Regions from separate parts of the Pan troglodytes genome. Here region 2 is linked to region 1. Evidence: chromatin contacts called from public Hi-C data. All regions are on one chromosome and are shown on one strand. The core of a region is the stretch at or near the end of the contact, and the rest is flanking DNA. Distances in the headings are between cores, read along the strand shown. Region 1 overlaps LOC104004758 (a long non-coding RNA gene). Region 2 holds the start of ENAH (ENAH actin regulator).

What was found. Hi-C and Micro-C count contacts between places; a contact is called where the count stands out from the background.
Region 2: a Hi-C map of stem cell-derived neural progenitor cells shows a contact between it and region 1, with 2.4 times the contacts expected there. The contact joins the promoter of ENAH here to the enhancer-like site in region 1. A contact is called at or near these places in 2 of 7 Hi-C or Micro-C datasets (blood and stem cell-derived neural progenitor cells).

Annotation. Positions count from the first base shown.
Region 1 is chr1:23,595,645-23,598,509 of NHGRI_mPanTro3-v2.0_pri, reverse strand. LOC104004758 (a long non-coding RNA gene) reads left to right here. Exons shown (of 4, transcript XR_001712919.3): 2 at 1,339-2,188. Among named protein-coding and RNA genes, the nearest start is that of ENAH, 49 kb to the left of the region's middle. Within about 2 kb of position 1,524, at least 5 of the 24 cell types and tissues checked have an H3K27ac peak or open chromatin away from gene starts, as enhancers often do. A contact at or near this core is called in stem cell-derived neural progenitor cells, where this site is marked.
Region 2 is chr1:23,644,496-23,647,223 of NHGRI_mPanTro3-v2.0_pri, reverse strand. It overlaps ENAH (ENAH actin regulator), which reads right to left and starts at 1,355. Exons shown (of 16, transcript NM_001328283.1): 1 at 1,321-1,355.

The DNA.
Region 1 (2,865 bases), core at 275-2,774:
TTTTTGTATTTTTAGTAGAGACGAGGTATCACCATGTTGGCCAGGCTGGTCTTGAACTACTGACCTCAAGGGATCCGCCTGCCTCAGCCTCTCAAAATTCTGGGATTACAGGTGTGAGCCACTGTGTCTGGCCTAACTCACCTTTTTCTTTATAGAAAGCTGCCTGGTTTTTTGAAGGAAGTCTTGAAACAATTTTTTTCTTCTTAAAAGTACTTTATAAAGTCTTTTGATTATAAAAATAATGTATGATTATAATAGAAATTTTGGAAAATGCAAAATGTGTAAAGAAGTAGTAATTCCACTACTCCACATATAACTGCTGTTAATATTTTAAATTTTCCTAAGGTATTTTTCTGCACATATATTGATAATATTTCTTTTTTCTCCAAATTGTGATCTTAAAACTTTTAGACTTTCCAAAGATTTTGTAAACTTCTTTGAAATACCAGGAAGCCCATCTAACCCAGTGCAGCAAGTATGGACTTTTGAAGTTCAAACATAGTTTGGAAAATTGACCACACAGTTTCCAAGAGGAAACTAAAATTGGCAAAATGCCCTTTTCCACCCTGATAGGGGCTTTAAATGCCTAACCATTTGTTTTGCTGGCAGCAGGACCATTTTTTAGTGGCAACCAATGACTATTAGTGCCAATAAAAGTTCTTAAACCCCTCACAGCATTAATCATGCTCCAGATGTTACAAAAGTTGAGTGACCGAAAATGTACATACATTGAAGTCTTCAGCTGCTGCCTCAAGGTCATGGGGATTTCAGCTTCATTCTCTTAATTCAGAGTTAAGCCAGACCCCATCAGTGAGATTTCAGCCTCATTATAAACCACAGAGGCTTCATTTTGCATATATTTCAGCATTTTCTATTTTCCTTTGGCCACTCTCATAGTGTATGTGTTCCTTTAAAACATCTCCTCTTTGATGAATAGTCCTTCCTGGGGCCCTTTTGTAGGCATGAGAGATTATACTCTGTTTTGATTCTATCTTTGCCCCTGAGATACCAACCAGTAGCATTCTTCCCACTTTGTCTGATCAAATGGAATTATTTTTAGAAGAAGCTGCTGTGTTTGAAAGACAGCTTATAATCTTAAAAAAGCCCTTTACATTGCAGACATATGGGCTTCTTGACAGTGTGTGTCTAGAATTGCAATGTTTTCTCTGCCCAGAGGACTACCTTTGAATTCACCCTTTCTGCTTGTGTGTGTCTGTAAAGATAAATGAATTGCTTTGGCACTGAATATAGTAACTGTAGCGTGCATCATTTCTGACAACTACTTCCTGAACTTCTTCCCTGAGTTTTGTACCAACTGTTCTCATTGGTTCTCCGCAGAGCTCGTGGCACAGAGGAAAATGGACATAAGGTAGCGGTAACAGGCTGGCGACTGTGGCTTTTACACATTGCTTCACACAACCCTGTCCAGGAGTTTTACACACTCACTAAACAAATAGAAGGCACCATCCAATTCACTGGAGCCCCGTTGGATAAATACGGAAAGAATGTGGGAGCTATGTCATGAACCACAATGGTTTTGTGTTCTGTGTAATTTGAAGACGAGATTCCTTTGCTGTGTGTCACCTCCCATATTACCACTGTCGCCCAACATTTCATAACCATCAACTCTTTGCCAGTGCCCACATGCAAAGATGGGTTTGTATTAAAAAATAAATGAGAACAGCACATTCTGATGTGGTGTAGTATATCAGCATTTTCCATGAAGCCTCGTCGCCGGCCTTCCCCTTTTAGGAAACAAAGGACCCGTGACAGAGCCTACTTATCCCGTTACAGCTCCTGGTGAGAAGGGCAAAGCGATGTCAGAAATAATAGAAAAGGCTTTTTCCTTTGAAATATCTAAATGTTCAAAGATGGGAACAGCCGCAGGGGGGAGAATACTGTGCTATGCAAGTTGATCTGATTTTGTGGACCATCCATTTCCAATTGGGAAGCTCACTTACTTTCAACTTGAAGCATCAGAAAACCAGACTTACAGCAGCTTCAGCCTATAGGGGTTTATTTTTCTCATGTAACAAGAAGAACAGAAGTGGACAGAGGCCGAGTTCTCAAGGACTCAGTTTCTTTCTGTCCCATCAACCTTACCATGTTGGATTGTCATCTTTGCGCTTGTTGCCTCATGGTGGCAAGATGGCTGCAGCACCTCTGGGACTCACGACTGATTTTTAAGGTAGGAAGAAGGGGACAGGACTGTACTAGCCAGACGGCTTCCTTTCATCTGGAAAGCAAAAGGTTTCCCTGAATCCTCAGCAGATTTCTGCTGTCTTCCCATTGGCCAGAACTGTGTCACATGGTCACTTTTAATAGGTTTAAAAATGAGTTTTTCCTGGGAATATTGCTGGCTTGAACTAAATTGTGGTTCTGTTAGTGCAAAAGAAGAGGAGTGGGTGGAGTTTGGTCACATACCTCACACAGCCGCTCTTCTTAAGATGCTACTTAGAGGATGGTAGGGACTGAGAGGAGGAGGCAGAAGGAGCATAGCGACCTCTTTGGAGATGTAAGTGACTGTCTACATCATGTGTTTGTAGAGCCATGGGAATCAAAAATAACTCTTGCGATAGATTAGCAGCCCCAAACTTTTTGTTCACATGCGAAAATCTCTGTAATGAATTGTTAGTTCCCTGTTACAATTATTATGAAAATCTGCTGTGTTTAAATTATTGGGAAAGTAAAAGTATGATTTTTAAAAGGTAAATCTGACCATTTTGCCCACCCCTGGCTTAAAATCCTTCAGGAGATTTCCATAGCTCTTGAGATAAAATGCACCATCCTTGGCATGGGCTCTAGAGACCTGCAGGACACTATTTCAGCAGCCTCCTGTGTGTCTGTCTGCTCCAGGGCTCTCTC
Region 2 (2,728 bases), core at 106-2,605, 49 kb before region 1:
TATCCCATACCAATCTCACTTTTACAGGTATCTAAGCAAATCTAAGTACTACCTAACCACCTGCCAAATAATCCAGTTCCTTCCAAAGTGAAAAGCTGACCCTCTTTCCTGCTCTTATTCAAAATTAGCCTACGAAGAATTACTGTAGACTGCTTAAATAAACTTTTCAGATCTGTGTACCAAGTTCTATATTTACGTTACTGGAAAACATCAGCGTGGTTCCTCTCTCTCTACACTTCATAAGGAACAGAGCAAGAAAAGAGCTTGAAAAACAGAAGTTACTTTTTATTAGAAAAGGAATTTTCAAATGAAGACATAATTTACCTGTGACAGACTGACATCTATACATGACAGTGATTAAACTTCACTGAATACCCAAAACGGTAACTTTTTTTTAGTTCACAATCTTTGAATTAGACAACTACTCCTGTTTTTATTTAAAAATAACCCACTTTTGGCCAGGCACCGTGGCTCACGCCTGTAATCCCAGAACTTTGGGAGGCCGAAGCTGGTGGATCACGAGGTCCGGAGATGGAGACCATCCTGGCTAACATGGTGAAACCCTGTCTCTACTAAAAATACAAAAAATTAGCCGGGCGTGGTGATACGCGCCTGTAATCCCAGCTACTTGGGAGGCTGAGGCAGGAGAATCGCTTGAACCCAGGAGGCGGAGGTTGCAGTGAGCCGAGATCGCGCCACTGCACTCCAGCCTGGGCAAGAGAGCAAGACTGCATCTTTAAAAAAAAAAAAAAAAAAAAAAAAACTTTCCCTGTTTTATGTTTCTCAATGTTAAGATAAGTTTATCCAAAGTTTGAAACAACTGATAACTTCTGGTCTGCAAGATCCCTACGGCATTAGATCTCTAAAACAGAAACCAACAACATATAATATTACAAGATATAACAGTATGTATATTATAGTTCCTGAGTTTTCAAGGACATCAGTAACTTGATTAAAAAAAAAAAAGTCATGCTCAAACATATGACTCAAAGTTTTCAAGCCATATTTTACAAAGATTGTGTTTTTTGGTTTGTATGCTATAATTACTATTTAAACTCATTGCTTATATTTGAAAATAACTTGTGTGAAATCATCAAGGGAAAAGGGTTCAGTCGCCTAGAGACACCACATTAAACTCACTCTTTAAGGCCATCATAAATACAGGTAACTTGGAATCAGAGAAAAAAATTCAAATTCACAGTAAGCCTAAGTAAAAATTCAACAAAGATATATCACAATATATATATAAAAGCAAAATGGAAACACGTTTAACCTTGATAGAAAAAAAAAATGAAAAGCAAAGTTTAAAATGGAAACTACCGAAATTGAGAAAGAATTCCAATGACATGACATTTTCTTGCCAAAGCGAAGGAATTTGTAGATTATATCATTCAAATCTCATTGTATTACATTATAAAGGTCTTAGCAACGGTTGGCCATTAATCTTTAACACAAAGGAGATTCAAATCCAAATGAACTGTAAGACTATCTCTTCCAGGAGAGAGAAATGGAGTAATTTACTTTATCCACAATTGTTTAACCCACAAGGAAGGCCTTTAAGGATGATAACGCAGAATGGATCAGCCTTCAGTCTACCAAGTCCCATTTCTCACGAAGTCTTGCACCAATCCGAAAAGAGAAGGTTATGGACACAAAACAGGTTTAGGAAAGGCTGGAAAAAAAATCTCCAATGAATGACACACCACATCACGGTTTATTCTCCTACACAATTTGAGAAACAATAAAGAAAAATATCACACCATATGTTTCATCGTATCAATTAAAAAAATATTTTACGACAGTACATTCAATTCTCTTCTTCGGGGCCGCAAAAATAATTTAGCTCCTGTTTTATTGATTACAGAGCAAAGGGAAAAAGCAGCTGCTGCAATGCAACACAGGCTGCTACAGAGAAAGGGGAGAAAAGGCTTTTCCAAACAGATCCCTTCCCCGCCCCCGCTTACACACCCCTACCAACTTACTTATCCCAGTCTTTTACTGCCCCCACCACGTGAACCTAATCAATTCTTTCCCTTCCCCCACCATCGTGAAATTTCGCCTTTCACAGCTCCTTCACCTACCCCTACCAGAGGCACTTTATTACCCGCAGAGATTTCAGACCTTTCAAACTTTTCTGCCTTTTTTAATTAAACACGAGAGTTCGGAGGCAAAAGTGCATGAAATTTTTACATATATACGAAAAAATACCTGTTTCCCAGCAACACGCACGCTTCGATTCTCGAACCCCTCCCCATCTCCCGGGTTTCGCTTGCAAAGGCTTGGGGGAGGGAGCTAGGCGCAAATTAAATTTAGGAAGGGAAATCCTGGGTGAAAGAAGAGCATTTGAGGAAAAATGAGAGAACGATGAAGCGAGACCCCCAAACCACACGGGTTGGGGAGGTTTCCAAGAAAGAAAGAGAAATTGGAAGGGACAAAAGGGGGAAGGGGGAGGAACAGACCGGAGACCAGGGGAGACGCGCCGGGCCGGGAGAGGGAAGGCGGGGTCCGAGGAGAACGGGGGTCGCGGCTCCCGCGGCACAATGGCCCGCCCGGCCCCCGCCCCGCGCGCCCCTCACCTCATGGTGCCGGCGGCGCAGAGGCTTCCCCACCAGCCGGGAGACGCAGAAGGCGCCGAGCCGAGGGGGGTCTCTCCTCCAGGGGTGGGGAGCAGCTCGGAGACGGGAGACAAGTGTCCGGCTCCTCCTTCGGCGGCCAGGGGGCTACACCA